Linked DNA regions of Zea mays: regions 1 and 3 are each linked to region 2. Evidence: chromatin contacts called from public Hi-C data. All regions are on one chromosome and are shown on one strand. The core of a region is the stretch at or near the end of the contact, and the rest is flanking DNA. Distances in the headings are between cores, read along the strand shown. Region 1 has its middle 100 kb from the start of LOC103635716. Region 2 holds the start of LOC100279274 (putative prolin-rich extensin-like receptor protein kinase family protein). Region 3 holds the start of LOC100283739.

The links. A called contact is a pair of places that touch in the nucleus more often than the background predicts.
Region 1: a contact with region 2 is called in a Hi-C map of leaf, with 3 times the contacts expected there. The contact joins the enhancer-like site here to the promoter of LOC100279274 in region 2. A contact is called at or near these places in 6 of 25 Hi-C or Micro-C datasets (ear, leaf and tassel) and 1 of 3 datasets of contacts at active chromatin or transcription factors (leaf).
Region 3: a Hi-C map of leaf shows a contact between it and region 2, with 6 times the contacts expected there. The contact joins the promoter of LOC100283739 here to the promoter of LOC100279274 in region 2. A contact is called at or near these places in 2 of 25 Hi-C or Micro-C datasets (ear and leaf).

What each region holds. Positions count from the first base shown.
Region 1 is chr8:113,931,689-113,934,388 of Zm-B73-REFERENCE-NAM-5.0, forward strand. No RefSeq gene overlaps it. Among protein-coding and RNA genes, the nearest start is that of LOC103635716, 100 kb to the left of the region's middle. Within about 2 kb of position 1,448, at least 20 of the 20 cell types and tissues checked have an H3K27ac peak or open chromatin away from gene starts, as enhancers often do. A contact at or near this core is called in ear, leaf and tassel, where this site is marked.
Region 2 is chr8:114,168,736-114,171,435 of Zm-B73-REFERENCE-NAM-5.0, forward strand. LOC100279274 (putative prolin-rich extensin-like receptor protein kinase family protein) reads left to right here and starts at 1,417. Exons shown (of 8, transcript NM_001152295.1): 1 at 1,417-2,119. The coding sequence starts at 1,540.
Region 3 is chr8:114,353,713-114,356,412 of Zm-B73-REFERENCE-NAM-5.0, forward strand. LOC100283739 reads right to left here and starts at 1,314. Exons shown (of 6, transcript NM_001156638.3): 1 at 964-1,314; 2 at 594-721; 3 at 369-472. The coding sequence starts at 1,076.

The sequences.
Region 1 (2,700 bases), core at 198-2,697, 240 kb before region 2:
CCCCTAGACGCCCGTTTGACGAGAGCAAAAGTGCAGCAAACAAGTCTATACATCAAGTGATCATATTCTTTCTCTTCCTCTCTTGTGTATTTCTCTAGTTTGTGTAGAGGCTCGGTTATAAGCCTTTAGAGAGAGGTGAAGTGCTGCTGAGAGCAAGAGCAAGATCTTGAGCGTTGTTACTCTGCCGGAGTGCTGTCAAGAAGACTGTGGGTAGCCTCAACATCGTTGTAACCGACATCAACATAGTGGAAGGCTCTATCTGTCGCATTGACAGATCTGAGCAACCAGAGGAAGGAGTTGAAATAGACTCCAAGCCAAGGTGTGGCTAACTCCAACGAGGAATAAGCAAGCATTTCAGGCTTAGCCGAACCTCGGTATAATTCTCTGTGTCTGTGTGCTCTGCTCTGTGTTCTGTCTCTTTGTCTTTATTATTTTTATACTTGCACTTTAATACTTATATGTGGTATAAGCTATCATTGAAGTACAAGATATTTTGAGACAAGAGCTTTATTTATGTTGCGATATATTTGAAGTGTCTTTTATTCATTGTCTGGCTCACGAGCATAACAAGCTAGCTTGAGCTTTAAAAGAGATAAATCGAGTTAGAATTTATTTTATTTTATTTTATTTTATTTTATTGTTGATTTTATTAACGAGCTGGACCAAACAAGCTTGTTAGCGAACTCAGCCGGACCAGGCTATGAGATCCAGCCGATCGGTCCGGCAGGTCGCGAGGCTTGGATGGCCCCTCCCGGGCAGATGACGCGTCGCCCCTTTTCCTTCTTCCACGGCGGTAGCGCCTCCGCCCATCCCGTCAACGGCGGCGGCGGCTAGTCCCGGCGACGGTGGTGGTATGGACAGGATGCCCTGGTGGTTGCGTGCCACTTCTTCCGTGCGTGGATCATGCCTGCCCCAGATGATTCGACGGCCGAACTTGACGCAGATGCTTCGACGGCGCTTCGTGTTGGTCCGTTGTGATTCTTGTAATGCCCGTGCTTCGTGCTGGTCCGGAATATCCTTGGAATTAATGATTAGCTCGTCAATGCAGACAGACAGCAGGGATTCGCGCGTAGCATGTCATGTGCGACACGGATTATTCAATCAACGATGGCCTAGTTCTTTATTCCACACTGGTCTTTACCAGCCTCTAAAAGACTAGTTTGAGAGCGACAAAACCGGAGTGAATTGGAGGGCTAAAATCTTCTCTTTATTTAAATTAAAATAAGAAGTGGATTTTAGTCTCTTCAATATTTGGACTCCTAAACTAGTTTAATTTTATGTCGGAATTTACGTGTTAGCGGTTAGTAGTCCTTACCAAGAATATCAGCGGTAGATTTTAGGTTTTTCACTCAGCTCGTGCCGCAAAATAGGAGAGAGAGCTCGAGCGCGTACGGGTGTCATGCGGTTTGGCTGGGCCTGCGGCCGGACGAAGCTAGCTGCTCCACTTTGTGGCAGCTGAACTGGACCCGAGCCAACCCATCACCCACGTGATTGCTGATTGGAGGGGCTAGGATTAGGGTTAGCCTCGCTGCTCGTGAGTCGTGAGCTGTCCCCCTCAGCTCTACGCGCTGCAACCAACGGCTTCCTGACCTTCATGGCAATGCTCCAAGTGGAGCGGAACGGATGCATGGATAGGCTTAGAGCACTCCAAAGGGATGTTAAAAAAATTTCTCCCCGAAACTGATTATTAGAGGCAGGCTACAAAGTTTCAGGAGTAGAAAACCTGCTGGGTAATCCAACAATTCCCCTAAACAAAGAGTGAAAATTGAGAAGTAGGCAACAACAAAAAATCAATTCGATTTCTATCTGGTCTTGTTGTTTCAGTTTGTTTTAAGGAACAATTCCTCACGCAAAAAATATGCGTGAAGAGAGGAGATGGATACGGGATGCAGAGATTTTTGGTAGAGGAAGGGGGAGCTGTTGGAGCAAGGAAAAAGCGAATCGTCTTTTAATATTGGTTTTGAGGTTGGTTTATGACTTCTCTTAGAAGTGCTCTTATTATACAATTAAATTATAAAAATTCTAAATATATATAGATATATTTTTATTGTTTGCTCTATCAATATATTCAAATTTTAATTTCTTTGTTATAGATATAAAAAAATAAAATTATATCTAAAATATAGGATACACAATTATATAGTTTTTTATATTATCTCTTAAAACAGGAAAAATAGAACTTGAAATTTAACATATTAACATACTATATAATGAAGTATATTTATAGTTATAAAAGCTTTCTCGTGTTTTTTGTTGTTTTATTGTGTGAAGATTACACAAAAAACTTGAATTGCGTAATGATTTTTATCGTTGGAGTCAAGCTGGCATTCCCTCTCCTGACGCGTCATGTGACATTGTCTCACGCATCACAAGTTCCCTACAAGTGTGCTTGTTTGCTTGGTTCAGTGTAGAGATGATAACGAGGATTCCCCGTCGAAGAATGGCTCACCATTCATGTCCTCTATTCAGTAATTCCATGCGTGGAATCGGGGATCGGGTCTCCATTCCCATCTCTAGTTTAGAGGTATAGTTAGACAAATCGGTTGCAACTATGTCAATCTATTTGTCTGGATATCTTCTTGGGCTCGACCAATATGGTGCTTTAAAGAATATGTGGTGTAGTTCCTATGAAATAAAATGGGGGTTCGTCCTCATCTCTGAGGCTAGATGAAAGTGCATCTAGCTTTTTTGTGAGTTTTG
Region 2 (2,700 bases), core at 167-2,666:
GCACGTTGTTATCATATCCGCATGTAATGCCCCACGGTCGAGTATATAAGGCCTAGGGGGCACCCCATCAAATAACAACTCACTCGCCGTCTACTCAGCTCTCTAGCATCCCCATACTAGAGAACTCCCCTGTAACCCACCACATAAAAGATCCACACAAGGAAGTAGGGTGTTACGCCTATCTAAGCGGCCCGAACCTGTATAAAATTGTCCACTGTCTCTCGTGCATCTAGCACGAACCATCGAGCTACAGTCAGTAACACCGTCCTACTCCAAAAGGCACCTGGAGGGGCAACCCTAAGTGCGCGGTCGGACCCAAAACATCGACACGTGGGGTACCCGCTAACTCATCCGCTAACTCATGGGTAGGTATTTGAGCAAAATTTTAAATCTGTTATGAGTACGAGTTTTTTTAGTGGATATAAATATTTTTCACATGGGTACGTGTTTGGGACGGAGTATTGCGTCCGTTGACATCTCAACATGAGCGAACAGGAAAAGGGAAATCGCAATGGCAACTTCCAACCGGGCGACTTGGCTCGGTATGGCCGCTGGCCGGGGCCCGGCTCGGCTGTCCCTCCCGCTCCTCGTCCTGGTCCGCGCCAATCACGCAGACTTTTTTTGGTGGGACGCTGCGCGGCGGGCCGGCCCCACCCACGTTGCTCGTGGCCTGGAAGTGGAACCTTTGAACACGACACCGCCGCGGTGAAATTGTGTTGAATCATTTGGCAGGTGTCATCGACGAAGAGAAAGATAATAAGAGAGGTAATATTAAAAAGAAGGACCAGTGATAATCCACCGAACCGAACGTCACGGGCTGACCTCCGGACCCACCACCCTCCGTTCCGTTGCCTTGCCTGCCACAACATGGGACGGTGTGTGTGAGACAGTGTGACGGACGAATGGACGATGGGAGGCTGGGCTGACGCTGACCTGCGGGGCCCGCGCGGAGCGAAACCACGGTAACATGCCGTAGATGCTCAGCGTAATCCAGCGGCAGAAGTGGCGCGCACTTTATCTGGTTGTGCTGTGCCCCCCTTCCCACCGGCTCCTGCGCGCGGTCACGCGCAATCTTCACGTCACAGACAGGTTGGCCCCATCGCTCCCGCCGCGGCAGCCTTCGTCCACCTGTCGGTGGCCGTGTCCCCAAAGCTTCGCGTCGCGGTGCGCAACGACCACCGCTCCGCTCACGGCTCACCCAAACGCTGTCCAGCCGCGGGGGCGGGCCCACCGTCCTCTCTCTCTCTCTACCTTCGCTTTCCCACCTCATTCGGTCTCACTTTGCATTTAACCCTGGACCGCCCTGCCTAGTAGGCTGTGGACTCCTACTCCTACTCCTACTCCTCTCTCCCCTTCCTCCCGTTGATTGATTGAGGGGATTGCTACTAGGCGGGCGCTAGCACTGCGAAGCATCTCGCCTCATCGTCTCCTCCGTGCTCCACTTGCCCATTCTTACGCGCTAAGCAACAGGCCAGCCGGCCGTAGCTCCAAAGCGGGAGCCGGAGCCGGAGCCGGAGCCGGGAGCTAAGGGGGGCCGTGATGTCGTCGTCGCCGACGGCCGCGCCGGCGCCGACCACGCCATCGGCTCCGCCGGCCAACGCGACAAATCCGCCGCCCGCGACCCCGTCCGCGCCGCCACCGGCGGCGCCCACGCCTCCCACGCCCACCCCGCCCACGCCGTCCCCGCCGTCCCCAGCCGCGCCGCCGCCGTCACCCCCCTCCGTCCCGGCCCCCGCGCCGGCCTCCACCCCGGTGACTCCCTCTGCGCCCTCGCCCTCCTCCCCTTCCTCCCCGGGCACGCCCGCCACCCCGTCGCCTCCATCGGACACCCCGTCGCCGCCATCGTCCGGTGGAGGGGGCAGGTCCCCGCCGTCGTCTGGGGGTGGGCGATCCACGCCGTCCTCCCACTCGCCTCCCAAGTCGCACTCGCCGGGGGGCGGTGGCGGCAGCTCCGGGCCGTCTACGTCGCTCGTCGTGGGCGTGGCCGTCGGCGGCCTCGTGCTGCTGCTGCTCGCCAGCTTCATCTGCCTCTGCTGCCTCCGCAAGAAGCGCCGCCGCGCGCCGCCGCCGCCGCCGCCTCAGCACTACGGATACCCGCCGCCCCCGCCGCCGTACAAGGGTGAGTTAGATCTCTCTCGCAGCTCCCGTGTCTACCTGCCTGCCTGCCTGTCGCTGTCTAGATCCAGATCTAGCATGTGGGTGGCGTGACTAGGTACTAGTCACGTTACTGTCGGTTTCAATTCTGGTCTTCCTGGCAATTCGGCTGGCTGTGGATCTTAGGTCATGGCATTAACATGCGTGTTAGGTTTCAGTTCATGCTACTTTGGCATAGGTGTTGTTCATATGTGCATATATAGTGGTTAAAAGTGTTATTTCAGTAAATTACAGTGCTCTTTTCAATTTCAAGGGATTTGGACCTGTAAATTTTGTACTCATTAATCCGTAATCATGATGGTTAGGCATTACTTTTAATAAGGTGTACTTCCCTTGAAGTTAGAAAATGCATTACCTGGCACTCTCCGTAGGTGTCATACCTGCTGTCTAAATCAAATGCTGTATTATATTTGGTCTACCTATTGTCTATCTGTTTTGTTTGGAAGACAAACTAACTTGTATAGCTTTTCTTATAGATTCTATTTAAGCATATGGTGCTTTCTGTAAGCAGTTTCAAAATGAAGACAAACCTTTCCTCACATTGTA
Region 3 (2,700 bases), core at 64-2,563, 180 kb after region 2:
TAATAAATATGCTACTAAAAGTAATTCCAAGGTTTGCTTAACCATTACAGAAGCAATACAAAAACTATGAAGATCAAGGAATATTCAAGCTGATTAAAAGAATAACCTCTTCTGAAAACTTTGTTATTCTAAAGTCTAAACCAATTCAAATTGCTTGCAAAGTAACTGTAAAGACATTTTTTGAAGTCATACTGTCATAGAGAGATAAAAATACTAGTTCTACGGTAAGGAACCCTATCAGAAACATATATTACACATCTTGATCCACATCCATAAAGCACATAAACTTTGTCAAGATACATACAAAAGCATATGTACATAATCCTGCTGTAAACATTGTGAATAAGAAAAAGTTAATGAGCTCTCACCAATTTAGGGTTGTGAAAACCAACTTGGCCTACATCCATTGAAGGGGTCTTCTTCAAATTGTACCATGGAGTATAAACTACATCAATGTTATTGACTTTATTACCTGCACCAAAAATGAAGAAATCATCACATGTGCCGGACTACAGCTTGTATTCCACATTCTTGCAAGAAAAAATGAAGCCAAAATTTGTGATATAATATTGTCTCTTTGTAGTTTGTCCAACCTTGAATGGAATTAGCTTTGACAAGCTGCGCACAGTCTTCCAGCAAACCCTCACTCATGTCATCCATTGATTGACCTTTATTCAATCTCACATACACATGTGCAGAGGACATCTTATCTACATGGAACCTGTAATCACCCAAACCAGTTTAAGGTAAGAAGCACGACTCTTAATTGTATATTTTAATAAGAAAATGGAATTTGCAAAAGTCAATGATATGTACAAAAGGTGAACTTAACATGTACAACAGAAAAGCATTGACAATTGTCTGACAAGTATACAGACCAGCAAAAAACACAGAGAACAAACGATTTCACGCGACTGGTAACCACTAAGGAGCACCCACACGACCAAGGGAAGATGAGGTTACCAGATGTCCTCGGGGAAGCCGTATTTGATGAGGTCCTCGTTCTCGTACTTGTCAAGACCCATGAAGATGGTATAGTCGCCGGCCTCGGGCCGCGCCTTGAAGTAGAACACCATCCCCGCACTTGAAGCTAGGCCGGCCGGCCGCCCGAACGGATCGAGGAGGGGAGGGAGTCCCCGGGTCCGGGCGGCGGAATCGGGCAGATCTCACGGTGGCTCTGGACTGGAGGCGGCGAGAGATTGCGGCGAGGGAAGTTGGGGAATTGAGGGAAATGGGAACTTTTTATCTAGTCTAGGGTTTCGTGCGCGTGGAAACGAAGCAGTCGGGCTGTTAGGCGTCTTCAAATTTTGTTTTATTCATACTTCTTTCTTCGCTTTTTTATTGTCTTCGATTGGGCACGTAAAGCTTCCTACGTACACGGTTACCGTGCACCTGATCCTGATCATGAGCCGTCCTAGCAGGCCAATCCAATCTGATACGGTCCGAAAAAAACTGGTTCGATCCAACCAGATCAATCCAACTGACAGTATGGACTACCCCTACGGTATTGAAATACTAGTCATTTTGGACATGAATACGCATACCAAGAAATGTTTAAGTTGAAGTCATATTTTCGATTGTACCCATATTAAATATTTCTCGTTGTCTCATCCATTGAATTCTATTTGGGGTTTCAATTGGTCAGCAACGCTGCTTTCTATCATGCATTTCTAAGTTTGATTCTTGTGGCCTCCCTTTTTTGCATGGATGTTGCACCTTTTTATTTTTGCACTGCGCTCCGCGCCTAGAATATTTTCGCTAGAAATTGCACTGCGCGCCCAGAATATTTTTGCTACAAATTGCACCGCGCATCCAGGACGTCGTTTCGTGACTTGCACCTGCTCTTAGCGTTCGTCAGTTATTAAAGCCTTACGTTGGGCTCCTGGTACCAACAAACAGAAGCAGCAAAACTCCAAAACAAAGCAATGGCGTTGCATGTTGAAAATGCTACATTTGACTTGAATATGGAGCCACCTATTGAGAATGATTTTGGTGCATGTTGAAAATGCTACATTTGACTTGAATATGGAGCCACCTATTGAGAATGATTTTGGTACGTACATGGTCTGGTTACTTGCCATTTGATTTTTTACTTATTGTTCACTTTTAAAAAAAAATCAATAGACTTGAACATGGCGCCTAGAGAAGACGGTGATGTATCGGACTTTACTCTCGAAGAGACTACCATACATACTCTCATTTCTAATATTTTTTCAATAGACTCGAACGTGGTGCCTACAATAGACGATGATACAATAGACTTGAGTAAGTGATTACTCCTACTAGTACGCTACACTTTTTTTTAGAAATAATCTTGTTGCCATTGATTTGTCCGTGGACTTATAGTTTTCTACTAACTGTTTTTACGTAGACGAAGGAGGAGGGATATTACTGGAGAACAAAGTAAACAAATCTACCAAACCTTGTTGGCTAAAAGCACGAATGGGAACCTAGGGAAGAATGTCACGAAAGAAGTTGCTGCACAATTTGGAGTTCATGTTCGCACTGTTCAGCGCCTGTGGCATGACGGTAAAACCTATCTGTCTCAAGGCATTTCTGTTAATGTTGGTCCTAAAAAGAGAGGTATCAGGCCGTAAACCAACTCCAGTTAATTTGGAAGAATTGTGCAGTGTTGACCTTAAAAATAGAACGACCCTAGAAGATGTGTGCAAGATACTTAGCATTAGCAAATCTAAGCTT